Linked DNA regions of Hordeum vulgare: region 1 is linked to region 2. A link is a contact called in public Hi-C data. All regions are on one chromosome and are shown on one strand. The core of a region is the stretch at or near the end of the contact, and the rest is flanking DNA. Distances in the headings are between cores, read along the strand shown.

Region 1 (6,690 bases), core at 3,337-5,836, 380 kb before region 2:
ATAAGTGGGATGTTCGTCCAAGTAAGGACAGCACCCAAGCACCGGTCCACCCACATATCAAACTATCAAAGTAGCGAACGTGAATCATATGAACATGATGAAAACTAGCTTGACAGAAATTCCCGTGTGTCCTCGGGAGCGCTTTACCTCATATAAGAGTTTGTCCAGGCTTGTCCCTTTCTACAAAAGGGATTGGGCCATATTGTTGCACCTTTGTTACTATTGTTACTTGCTACGCGCTACGAATTATCTTATCACACAACTATCTGTTACCGATAATTTCAGTGCCTGCAGAGAATACCTTGCTGAAAACCACTTGTCAGTTCCTTCTGCTCTTCGTTGGGTTCGACACTCTTACTTATGGAAAGGACTACGATAGATCCCCTACACTTGTGGGTCATCACTTACCATTTTGTTCATGAGGGTTGTGTACTCCCTAAATCCGCCTTTTAGCTATGTGATGCTGTTATAGTAGGCTTCACTATTGGAGTCGTCATCGTAAAGATCTTCGACATCTTGTGTCGTCCACTAGGGCCTCAGGTGCAGACGATACTTGCTCCCATTGTCATACCAGAACCGGTGCACGTCATAGTCCTCCCAACCGATCGCTCTTCTCTCCACATCTTTGCGACCTTTCCGGTCATTCCATTCCTGAACGTATTTGCCATGTGTCTCTCCCCGGTCTACGATCGACTGATTATTCTGTCTTCTCATACTGCAAGGCATAGGAAAGAATGTAAAACATCATTAAAAATGTATGTAAAACATCAAAACAAAAACACGTAAATAGAGAACAACGCACTGACACGTGTAGGTCCAAGCCACTGGTGTGGATGCGATTGTCCAATGGGGTACGTTGCACCTTACGAAACTATGCGGCAACGCGATGTGGCATGTGGTACTCGATGACATAGAGACAAATCTTGGGCACGATGCATCGCTAGAGAAGCCTGTCGTGCTTGCACATCACGTTCAGCTGGAACCCCCACTCTTGTTCAGCATAAGGCTCCCAATTAACCTAGTACCAAAAAACGGTAAGCTCACGTGACAGTGTCATAAAAAATATTCAAAATCTAGTTCGTATACCTGGAAAGGCGTCAAAGCATCAATCTCGTTGGTGAAGACCTTGTACAAAGCCTTGGATGTGCCCGTATAGACGCCCACCCGGTCCTAAGCATACACGACGATCGGGTATCGAGGTTCGTCGCCATCATCTTCGCCATAGTCTTCCCATTCCAGCAGTTTGAGTTTCTCCACATGCCCCACTGGGATTCGCTCCCACATCCAAACGGAAAGGGCCCAGGAACATCCACACATACCGGATGATGATTCCGTCCTCTGGGTTGCGTCATCAAGCTACAAAAAACATGTTGATGATAAGATGACATAACTTAAAGGAGCATATGTGACATAAATTAAAACAATGAAATATTCTCTTACCGAATGGCATAGGTAGGCGAGGCCGGCGGACCCCCAGCTGTACCCTGCACCCTAGTCAGCTAGGAAGTCAAGATACATCCATAGGGATGTGTCCCCAAAGCAGTATGGAAAAACAACATTTGTGAGAAGGTACCATAGGTAGGCCCTGGCGTACTGCTCCACCACTCGGGTTTCGACACCATCCGGGCAATTGCTCTGGTGCTTCAGAAGCCAGGGAAATAGTACGCTGGAAGTACGGTTAGCCTTAGTGGGAGAGCGGTCGCCGATAAGGGCGATAACCCTATCCTCCCAGTTCCTCCTGTCTACTCGGCCTATGAGAGCACGACCATCGATCGGTAGGGCTATAATCATCCCCCAATCCTCGAGGGTCACCGTCATCTCCCCACATAGAAGATGGAAACTGTGCGTCTCTTGCCACCATCGGTCGATCAAAGCTGTGAGAGCCGAGAGGACAAGCGTCGGCGGCTTACGCTTGAACTACATGACGAAATCCAACAGTGGGGCTCTCTTGTAGAACTGCGCGTAGTGCTCGTTGTACACCATCTTAACGGTCGTCCTGTGACCCCTCATCTGCATTGGCGGAAGCATATGCCAAAATGAAGACCCAAATAATTAGTAACATATTTTCATCAATTTGAACAACTTTGTTCAACAATGGTAATTACCACTCCATTCTCAATGAAACGGACACGATGACCCTTGTCGAACGTAGAGTCAAGCATGGTATACTTAGTTCCGATGTTGTCCGCAAGAGGTGCCCTCCTATTTTTTTTTGCATAAACCTAAGCATAGATAAGAATAAGCATAATTAAAATAGCATAAGCATGAATAAACAAACACTATTAATAATTTTTATTCATTCAATTTGAAAACATGATTCTCATAAGCATGATTCATTTATTCATTTTCCATAAGATTGTTTTAACATTATTTAATCATTTCTTTAATTTCTAAAAAATAAGTAAATACATACAATTTTCTCCAACATCACTATATCCAAGGCTTGATTCATATCACAAAGGTTAATCACATCAAAACAAACCTATGAATTCATTCCTTCAACATGCATCATATCAAGATTTTTTTACATGAACTAGGGTTCATCATGCAACTAGGATTCATCATGTAGTTCATCATGAAAATACATACAATCTCTCCAACGAGTAAATACAAGTTCAAATCCAACCCCATAGAACATCTAGAATCAACCTAAAATCATGTGGTACAAAAACATTAAATCTAGTTTGAAAATAGGAGTGGCTTCAATCAAATAATGCGACGAATCGGAAGCTATTTGACTAAAACTAAATGGAACGATCAGAGGAGCTTACTTTTCTCGTTTCGGAGACATCTCGATCCGCAAAAATGGTGAAGAAACGGAAGAGATCCGAGGGAGAGAGTGGAGGAGACAAGAGAGGTTCCCCCTCTCGGTTCTTGAGGCTGCCGCGGGGTGGGGTGGGGAGGAGATGGGGAGGGCGAACCGGCGGTTCAGCCTTATAATGTTTCAGACCCTACCGCCAGACACTGCGGTGGTGGGTTATCACGTCCTACAGCCAGCCTATGTGGCGGTAGGGCCGTAACAACGATCGTCAGTTACACGTTGACGTGGTTAAGTGAGCTACCGTCGAGTGCTCGGGCTGTAGCCTGGGTAAACCTGCCTCCGCAGGGTGTGGCGGTAGGTAAAAGGGTCAGATTCGAAAAAAATAATCCCACCGGGGTCACATCCAGCTTAACGTTACTAAAAAGGTCAAAACAGTGAATTTGACCTCCACCCGCGACACTGTGGCCGACCGCGTTATCCTTGGCTCTGGGTCGCTCTCGGGTTGGTGTGGCCGGAGACACCGCAACCATCCGCAACTCCCCGTCTTTGCCTCGGGCTGTGCCTCACCATCTTCTTCTCTCCCGAATCAACCATGTAAAGTTTTTTTTAACACAGTACAAATGCAAGCTCTTATATACACGTACATATACTCATCCTTATGAACATACGCACGCACACCACATTCCTATGAGCACTTTTGAATCAAGGGAAGTTGCATTTTCAAGTAGCCTACAAATAGCAAACACGGAATTTAGTGGGTTGTTTCCACTAGTGTTATCATTATTTACATATTTATATTAGAGTTTCTGGTCCTGGTGACTAACCTAAAAAAGATGCTGGATTGGGCGATAGGAGACCTGCCTGAATCTTGCAGGTGACATATATGAGGCTGCAAATCATCATATTCCGTAGTTCAGAAGCATCCATCACATTCCACATCAACCTTGCTTCCATCATAGGGTAGTTGTGATTAGTTGCACACATTACCACCAATAAGTTAACCTGATGTGACATTTCTTAATACTGGCTAGTAACCACTAGCTTTCCGAACGGCTTGCGTGCACCAGATGGCACAACAATACCAGTTGGAAGCTAAATTTTTTATTTATTACAAACATAATAATATAATACTTTCTCTCCTTTTCCTTCCTGCCCACAGCATATTCATACATACATGATTGATCGAGAGTGCCTCGAATTATCTAGGAAGAGCGTTAGGGCTACTTTATCTTTTGTTAAAGTTGTACTTCAGATAAACTCTAAGAAAGATGATGCTTCTCATCACATAAAGAGACCAAATTATGCTAAGATTCAATCCGGTGTCCGGGCTCCTGCATCCGGTGAACAGTAAATAATAGAAAAAACTGAGTTTTTTTATGCAGAATGATTTGGTGCGGCAGGTGCGGGCAAAATTTCACAGCTAAATGACATTTAAGAAGCTTGAGAGAAAAAAATAAGTTCCAAACTGTGCTGTTTTCGAAGTATTATCGTATGTCTCAAATTTATCCTTTTTGCTGAGAGATATTGAAATGTCCAAACTTCGCGAAATGTTGCATGGACTCTACGTACATGAGCATCTCACATCACAAGAAAAATTGGATTTTTTAAATCTTGTTTACTACTTTGCACTATTTTATTGTTTACATGCGGGTGCAAATGCACCCGAGAGCCAAAACACTTCAGAATTGTGTGTAAGTTTGTACTTAATAGCAGGATTCAAAGACGTGTTAACCAAGAAAAGGTATTTATTGTTAATGAAGTACACCAAAACTAATACACTCATAAACAAATAGATGGAGGATAAACTACGCTAAGCCTCCTTTTTATGATGATTGGGACTTTCTTTATATTTGTGTAATCAGTGTGATTGTGATTCTATGGTCCAAAGGCAATAGAACTTTTCCTTTATCTCCAAAAGATATCAGTATATAAGAAAACTGTATATAGCCTTTTTCGGTTGGACATCGACATTTTCCCAGTGGGCGTGCACCTTGGCTATAAAAAAATGATAGAACATAACTTGTATATATTAAACTGTAGAAGAATCTAGCAACACAAAACAACCCAGATAAGACACATTGCATGACAGGATCCAAGGGAAATATGATACTCCAAGGACTAGCTTCATTACGTAGTACTCTCTCTTTTTTAAAATAAATGTCTCAAGTTTAATATAACTTTGTATGATATTTAATATAAAATTAAAATACTTATTTAAAACGACAGGAATAGGTTCTATGAAAAAAAAAATACAATGAGAGCATAAGCCGAATTTACAGATGCATGCATCTGCCCGGCTGCGCCTGACCGCATCATTGCATGGCGGTCCGCAAACTGATTTGACCCACCACAGTTCTCAGCACAGTTTAAGTTTTAGCACCCATTCGTTTCTACTCGTTCTGTACACTAATATAGAAACGTTTAGATCATTAAAATAGTGATCTAAACACTCTTATTACAGAGAAAGTACAAGTTCTAATGGATGAAACATCGTGAAGATTTAAGAACTTGTTAAAACTTATTCAAAAGTAGTTTCATTTTAAATCCGTTGTCACAAGGAACCGAATATGCTTATAGTAGTTTACAGAGGAAGTACATATTTTAATGGATGAAACATCGTGAAGATTTAAGAACTTGTTAAAACTTATTCAAAACTAGTTTCATTTTAAATCCGTTGTCACAAGGAACCGAATATGCAAACAAAATACAGATTGTACTTTCCGTTCAAAAGATATAGGGGTTGTTTGGTCCGAGACTAAGTTTGCCTAATGAGATCTTCACCACCAACTCCCAAAGCACCTACATGTGTTTGGACCACATGGTCCAGATCTCGAAAGTCATCCAACACGGTCCTGTATCGTTTCGTCCCGCAGTCCGGAACACGTTTCTCCCGCAAATTGAAACCAAACCCGGGGGAGAGGGCTTTACAGGAGTCCGCAAAAGAGACACATCTCTTACACTAGCCCAGCCAAAAAGAAGGCGGAGCATGTGCTTTTGTAGCACCTTCATTGTTTCCGCACCGAAATCCCCCACTGTCTTCTTCCATCCCGCTGCTCTCCACCCAATCCCCGTACTTTTCTCCCACTTCCTTCCTCGCTCTCTCCACACACACATTGAACCAAATAAGGACCTTCCGGAGATGGAGGTGCTGGTGGTGGTGCAGAATGATCCCCACATCACCCTCGTCTAGAAGATCAACTCGACGACGCGACAAATTCACCGCGTCAAAGCGAAGGGCACAAAGGAGGGGAATCTTAAGAAGGGGAATGTCGGCGGCGGGTGTTTTGATGGCAACGGTGGCGGTGGGTGTGCTGGTCACACACGTGGTGGAGGTCGCAGCCCGGGTCGTTGAGCCTTGATGGTAAAGCCCTCCGTCGAGATGCCGCCATGGCCCCCAGTAGCTCGGTAGGAAGTCCACAACAACCACCATTGGGCAAGTACCTGGCATCATCGACGTAAACACGACACCACTGCTCTTCTTGGAGTCTTCGTTGTCGTGGCTCGTCCGGCACGGACTGGGGTTAGGAGCACATGGTGTGTGCACGTTGTTCGCTACTATGCCTAAAGCAGGCGAGAAGGCGTACGGCGACGCAAACATGGAGATGTTTGACATCATCCACGACAGAGGCGAGGGTCGAGGTGATTATGAGGACGGGCAGGTGGAAGACTCGAATCCCACCCAATTTGGAAACTACACCCCCACGTAACAGGGCTACACCTAGACTGGCATGCAACAGTCCTACACCCACACTCGCATGGGCACACAACAACAAGAGGTGGAGGAGAACGAGGAGGACCGCGAGGACAATGATCCGGATGATTTTAGCGGTGATCCGAATAAGAAGAGTTCACTAGCCTCGGTCCGATCCATGGCACGGAGCAAAATGCCTCAACTTTTTGGGCCAACATTCACACATGGTTCCATGAAC
Region 2 (7,450 bases), core at 1,167-3,666:
TAACACACTCATGAACGTGTGTGGCGTACACATTGCAAATTACATGATGTTTTGTTTAATATCTCTATATGTCAACGAACTAAAAGATGTTTTCATCAATATCTCAATGTCAAAGTTTGTTCTTTATGTCTCAGTTTGTTACCCCGTAACAACGCACGGGCATCCAACTAGTCCAACTAAAATCAAAAAGGAAAAGAGCTCCCTTGCGATCTTTCGGGCAGCGCCAGAAGCTTCCCCACGCGCGCGCCGGGGCCGAATTAGGCGGACGGCGACGGCTGCGTGCATATTTCCCATGTGACGCCGATCGAGTTAAAAGCCATCCATCGACGCGAGACAGCGAGAGATCGGCGCAAGTGGTGCGGTGGCGACGGGTGCGTGGCGAGTGGCGACTGGCGACGGTGGTGGGCGCGCGCCATCCCTCCACTCACGCTCGCTCGCTCGCTCGCTCCCTGCTCACTCACTCAACCGGCCGGAGGTGACGTGCGACCTCGGCCGGCGCCCGGGCGAAAGGGCAAGGTGAACCAGCCACGAAGCCGCGGCGGCGGCCGCTGCACTCCCGCTTGTGCGCGCGCGGCGGACGTGCGTGAACCTCGCATTCCGTGCCAACATAAAAATATCGTACGTTCATGAGGGGAGACGCGACTACTATGTGCTGTTCGCTAATCTGGCGTGCTCATAGGTGGAATGCTTCTGCGTGGTACTACTCATCTTGTACACCTAATAACCAGTTTTTTCCTCCAAAATGATAATAAACAGGTTTTTATACATCGTATTAATACCTTTTTCTTCTTCTAGGATTGTGTATCGATATATTTCCTTCTTTTTTTAAGATTGTGTATTGTTTTCTCCGTAAATTAATATAAGAATGTTTAGATCATTAAAATAGTGATCTAAACGTTCCATTTTTTCGAGATTGCGTATTGCTTCCTTCGTAAACTAATATAAGAAGTATTTAGATCATTAAAATAGTGATCTAGACGCTTTTATATTAGTCTACAAAAGGGTAATATCTATTTCAAAGTTGGTATTTTATTGATTAAGCAATAAAGTCACATAAGGTATCCCGGATACAATCGGGAAAAGATGCAAAACGCACAACAAACTCGAATTCTTACAAGAATTATGTACCAATACCGTTGTGTAAGTTAGAAGTACTCGACTCCCCCAAACTTTGGTAACTCCAACTTCGACGCAAAGTAAACATTTGCAATGGTGTGGAAGCACGAAAAAAACCATCTCGTAAAACTTTTGGAGATGGCTTCCACTGATTGAAGCATGCGACAAAAAATGTAAAGTTTGATTATTTGTTTTCCTCCGAGTGAAGTGTGTTTTCTAATCTCGAATTTAAAGAGCTGATTGTAGTCGAACCCTTATCTCCCAATCCATGAAATTAGGGACCACCAAACTTAACGGTCCCATTTATTTCACGACGAAATTGTGTTTTCTATCAAGATCACAAAGCGTTGCCGGTAGAGACATGGAGCAATGCCGCCTAGCCAGAGCTAAATGCGTAGAGACCCCATTCAGGGAAGCGACGTGAGAGATCGCCTCGCAAGACAATTCAGGAAGATGACTATCACAAATCATTCCCCATGTTCAAATTATTTTCTATAATCGATCGTCTGATCATCCTTTGTAATCTCTTCTCTGCTAAATCAGTGAAAAGCCAATGAATGAATGCGGATTGCGGGCAATATCATGGGTGCTATGTCCATGTAGCGGATTTGTAAAAACACTACTTCATTCATTTTTAAAATATCATACTATTAGTCTATATAGAGATTTCAATATAAACCACATACGGAGTAAAATGAATGAATCTGCGTTGTAAAATATGTATATATATATCAGTACGTAGTCAGTATTAAAATATCTATAAAACTATATTTAGGAACGAAGGAGTAGATTGTTGTCTACAGTATATTTTTAGATCATTAACAAAAAATAGCGACATTTAATTTAAGCAATATTATCTCCGCTATTTGAAACTATGGCACTAATACATCACTAGTGCTCGTCTTTTGGACTCAATAGCATCACTGCTCACTAATAACTCTGCCGGCAGCCAGTAAACAAGTGATGAAAGGAAACGAGAAGTCTTCCCGCAGCCGGGCAACCACTCCCTCCGCTCTGCGTGCTTCTAGCAGCGCGTCCCCGTCGACCCCACCGGACACGTCACGCCACGTCCACGCCACCACCGTGTTCGCGGGCCCCGCATGCAGCGACGCCACACGGTCCCACTCCCACAGGCCAGCCGCCCCCAACAACTGGCGGGCCCCGCCTACCGGCCTCAGAAGATCGTGACCCCATCGCCACCCGCCTACGTGTGCAGCTTCCAGGCGGGAGACAGATATCGCTACGCGCACCCACAGTGGGGGAGAGAGCTCGAGACAACGGGGGCTGCGCGGGTGGGGCCCGCCAAGGGGACCCCGGTCGTTACAAGAGTCCCCGCCCCCTCTCGCTCCTCCTCTCCCGCGTGTACGCCTCTCTGTCTCCCACCTCCGGCTTCCTCCACGACGATAGCCATTTCAGCCCCCTCCCCCCTCTCTCCCGCATCTCTCTCTCTGGGGACTAGCTTTCCCGGCCAAACGAGCGCTGCGTGGCCTGCGGCGCCGTGCGGGAGGCAGGATGCCGGCGTGGTGGAAGGGCAAGGGCAGGAGCAAGAGCAAGGCGGCGGCGCCGGCGGGGGACGCCGGCGCAATTCCGGCCGGAAAGGACGGGGAGAAGGACAGGAAGAACAAGAAGGCGAGCAGCTTCGACGAGGCGCTTATCTCCAGGGAAGGCCGCGGGAAGCAGCCGGCGCCGGCGGTCGGGCACCCGCTGCCGCGGCCGGCGTCCATGCCGTCGGCCTCCGCCCCCGCGTCCGCCTCCGCGTCCGCGTCCAGCGGGGGCAGCTCGTCGCTCGGGTCCTCCGCCGCCTCCGACGAGCCGCTGGATCTCGGAATCTACAGGTGAGGGGCAGCCCGCCATGCATACTGATCGGCAGAGTACTAGTAGTTGGCCCGGTGGTTAATCTGCTGGGCTTGGGTGGTTGGTTGGTTGCTTCACACACAGGCTAAAAGTTCGAGCTTTTGCTCCTGCGCTCGTGCTGAATTCGGTGTAAAGTTTGGCGTGTTCTGGCGGCGCTAGGCGTGTGGTACTAGTTGCTGCTGTTCTGCTGAATTATTATTCTTATTCTTTTTGTTGAATATATATGCCGTCAGTCGGCAATTGGAGGTAGAGTTGAGCTGTTCTTGTCATCTGTTTGGTTTCGAGATTAGTTTTTTCTTTTCTTTTTGCTGCTTTGCTCGGAGCTGCAACTTTGATGTTTCTCTGGTTTTCCTCCCGAAAGTTATGTTCCTGTGCACTGATTAATTCTTTGGTCAGTTGGCGGATGAATCCAGTTGGAACAAGATTCTGCTGCCCTGTTAGCCTGAAAAAAAGAAGGATCTCCTTCGATCCCTGATTCATACTAGCTGTTTATAAAATTCAGGCTATTGTCTGGGCCTTGATCGATGGGTTTGGTTTTGCTGTTAACAAAGATGAATTTTATAAAATTCAGTGTTGTTTTCTTGGTTGCAACACTGATCCTTATCGTTTGGATCTCCGTTTGGCACTAGATTAGTGATGTTTTTACGGTAAATTTTCGTTGCTGTTATAACTGTTGTTTGTATTGATTTTTCAAGGCAGTTCCATCAGCCGATTTGCCAATCTCATCTAGAATTTGTTATTGTGCAAATTAATCTCGAACTCTGTGGCCCAACTTATCGCCGTGTGCTACAAGCATATGAGACAATGCTTGTTGACCTTTTCTTCTTTCAAATAAAGAAATATTACTAAACGACATTCCTTCACCCCCAATTATGGTGTTAAGATATGATAGCTCTAGAATGCTTTAAAAAATCTAGTGATGTCAAGTGATTGGTTCAAGGATGTGCGTTTCAACTGACTTGATTTTCATGCTTGATTCAATAGGATATCGGATGCAAACAAAACGCCGGCCATTGATTCTCGGAGACAAAGTCTTGTGCTAGACGAAGGACGCTTCGTCATAAGCAATCTGGCTTTGGAGAATAACAGATCGTTTGAACCCTCAGTTTCTCCAAGGAAAGAATTTCAGGCCAATATTTTGGATCTTCCAAGTGATCGAACGACGTACTGTCATGGCCGAAAATCGACAGAAATTGTGTTTGCTACACGGATGCCAAGCTCTCCCCCTAGTTCAAGAGGAAAACACTGTCCAACCTCACCTGTGCATTCAAGAGCATTTGGGCAATGCCCAGGATCCCCTACTGGGTGGCAAGACGATTCCCGGAGCTCAAGTTCACCGCACCCACTTCCTCTTCCACCAGGCTCCCCGTGCACATCTCGTTCCCTCCATTCACAGTGGAAGAAGGGGAAGTTATTAGGCAGTGGAACATTTGGGCAAGTATACCTCGGATTCAACAGGTGCGCTGTTTGATGCTAAGAGCCTCTATTTTCCCCTATTCTTCAGAAACTGAACCTTTGCTTTGTAGCAGTATACTTACCTGCACTCTAAATGTAATGCAGCGAAGGTGGCCAAATGTGTGCAATTAAAGAGGTTAAGGTTATTGCTGATGATTCGAACTCAAAAGAGTGTCTGAGGCAGCTAAATCAGGTATCATCTTTGGAGCATATTGGATTAGTCAGCATCATTCTCATGTAACGGAGTTACTTCATTGATACTGACACTGCTCCTTATTGACAGGAAATGCTGCTCCTGAATCAGCTTTCCCATCCAAACATTGTGCAGTACTATGGCAGTGAACTGGTAAATACAAAACATATGACGATCTTCCATGCTTTATTCTTGAACATGTAACATTATTATAAATTACCCAAGCAATCACAGCCGCTATAATATTTTATCTGAAAGTTAAGTGGTGCTACAATGTTAACTTGGTAGATACATTAGAATATATATATTTATTTACCACTTTGCCTGAATAAGTTTCATATTGCAATGCAGTCTAGTGAAACACTCTCAGTCTATCTTGAGTTTGTTTCTGGGGGCTCTATACATAAGTTGCTTCAAGAATATGGTCCATTTGGGGAGGCAGTCCTCCGGAGTTACACTGCGCAGATCCTTTCTGGCCTTGCATACTTGCATGGGCGGAATACAGTGCACAGGTATTAAGCAGTCATCAAAGTAAATAGAATAGGATGGCTATTTGTTTTTGAAAAACATTACATCTTTCTTACTGATGAAAACTTACCTTTCTCACAGGGATATCAAAGGAGCAAATATACTTGTAGATCCTAATGGTGACATCAAACTTGCAGATTTCGGTATGGCCAAGCATGTAAGTACTAATACTGTGTCAATGATCTGACATTTATTTTATTTATACATACATCAGTTTGTTAAATGTGCATTTTATTTATACAGATATCAGCATACACATCCATCAAATCTTTCAAAGGAAGCCCCTACTGGATGGCTCCAGAGGTAAGGCTACTGTAATTTTCTCGTGTATTTTTCCTTGTTAGTTGAACACCAACTGATATTATTTTTTCCCCAGGTTATCATGAATACAAATGGATATAGCCTTTCAGTGGACATTTGGAGCCTTGGCTGCACCATTCTTGAGATGGCAACTGCAAGGCCTCCATGGAGTCAGTACGAAGGGGTGAGTGTAATGACAATTTTAAATAGCTATGGTGGTTGTTCTTCTTCTGATTGTATGCTAAGATTTTGTAATCAATTTCACAGGTGGCTGCAATATTCAAAATTGGAAACAGCAAAGACATACCTGATATCCCAGATCATCTTTCTTCTGAAGCGAAAAGCTTTTTGAAACTCTGCTTGCAGCGCGATCCTGCTGCACGCCCAACTGCTGCTCAATTAATAGAACATCCTTGGGTGAAAGACCAAGCTTCAGCTAGGTCCTCTAGGTCTGGCTCTGGCTCTGGCTCTGGCATTACTAGGGATATGTTCCCAACTTCCACTGACGGCAGCAAAGCGTCGGTACGTCTACAGTCTATGTCTATGCACCGTCAAATATTGGTCTATATTATGAAATCTGCCTGTGCGTGTGCTATGTATGATAACCAGTTATGGCTAGATGAGATCATCTCTCATATTAGTTAGCCTGAATATCGAGTGTGGTGTCCTTTAATTTCTAACCACTATGATTAAATTTCAGGTAAAGACAAGCATCGAGTTGTCATCCTACAGAAGCTTATCACCTCTACGAGATACTAATCTCAGGATGAGAAACTTAGCGGTGCCAGCATCTTCTATTCCTTCGATATCAACTCGCAGGGCCTCTGCCATGTATGTTCTCGTTTACTAATTTTGCTAAAAATATGGTAAATTACATCTCTTGCATCGTCTAACAGAATATTCTAATCTGATTTGTCCAGCAGCGCATCCAGTGTACGTATGAACATGTCCCTCCCCGTCTCGCCATGCACTAGCCCGTTACGGCAGTACAGGCAGTCGAACCGGAGTTGTTTGCCATCACCTCCGCATCCAGCATATTCGGCTGGAGCAGCCAACTACAGCCCTATCAACAATGTGCTGTACCCTACGCGGCCAAGCAACTATCTCACAGACCCGTGGCTCGAAACGCCTCGCCAGAAAACGCAAACATTTGATTCTCCAAGAAGATTGTAGAAATTTCAAACATACATGTTTTGCATACTGGGACGAAAGATACCCCATAAGTTATGGTGTTAGAACTTAGGAGGACAAAGGCGGGTTTTTTTTTTTTTTTGCTTTCTGTTTCACCCTTTCTGTATGTATCTCACCCTCAGGATACAGTTGCCTCGTCCTTTGTACAAATTAAATGAGCTCTAGTGAAAAAGAATAGCATTTTTGTTCAAGAAAAGAGAGAATGGCATTTCAGGCTGTCCTTCAGTACCTTCATCTGTTGTGTCCCTCGTATGATCAATTTGGAATGAATACAGGTCTCTATCAATCTTCGGAAGATGTCGCGAATATGGAGAAATTCAGGGCAGTTTTATCTGATGCACTTGGAACACATCCCCTCTGTATGTCACCGCCTTCTCTTCAACACCAAGGCCCCAGAGATGCCCTTGTAGCTTCAATACTCCCTTGGCACCCTCACCTTTCTTGACGACGATATCGCTGCTAGTCCCAGTGTCGGTATTTGCCGCTTCCCAGACAAACCTGAAGACACGGAGAGCGCGGCTCAGCTGCTTGATGCCGCTCCGGACCGCAAGTTCATCGCCGTCGATGAGGAATTTCACGGCGTGCAGGGTGACATTCTTGCCTTCCTTGCCGGACAGGCGCTTGCCGAGATGCACCTCGATGTCCCGGACAGTGCCGTAGAGGTAGAAGAGCAGCAGCGTGTAGAGGCCCCGGGACGAGTGCCCCAGGTTTTTGGACAGATTCCTCTGCACCAGGCAGTCCTGGTGGCGCGCCTCCTTGAAGGCGATGTCCCTCTCAACAATGATGTCGCGTATCTGGTACAACCCCTCCTTC

The links. Hi-C and Micro-C count contacts between places; a contact is called where the count stands out from the background.
Region 1: a Hi-C map of leaf shows a contact between it and region 2, with 1.9 times the contacts expected there. The contact joins the enhancer-like site here to the promoter of LOC123447891 in region 2. A contact is called at or near these places in 2 of 6 Hi-C or Micro-C datasets (leaf and seedling).

What each region holds. Positions count from the first base shown.
Region 1 is chr4H:65,469,522-65,476,211 of MorexV3_pseudomolecules_assembly, reverse strand. No RefSeq gene overlaps it. Among protein-coding and RNA genes, the nearest start is that of LOC123447893, 140 kb to the left of the region's middle. Within about 2 kb of position 4,586, at least 1 of the 3 cell types and tissues checked has open chromatin away from gene starts, as enhancers often do. A contact at or near this core is called in leaf, where this site is marked.
Region 2 is chr4H:65,088,927-65,096,376 of MorexV3_pseudomolecules_assembly, reverse strand. LOC123447891 (mitogen-activated protein kinase kinase kinase 3-like) reads left to right here and starts at 2,416. Exons shown (of 11, transcript XM_045124607.1): 1 at 2,416-2,951; 2 at 3,955-4,428; 3 at 4,531-4,618; 4 at 4,709-4,771; 5 at 4,970-5,130; 6 at 5,228-5,303; 7 at 5,390-5,449; 8 at 5,523-5,630; 9 at 5,714-5,968; 10 at 6,147-6,277; 11 at 6,370-6,865. The coding sequence starts at 2,629. The coding sequence ends at 6,619. It overlaps LOC123447892, which reads right to left. Exons shown (of 1, transcript XM_045124608.1): 1 at 6,623-7,450. The coding sequence ends at 6,955.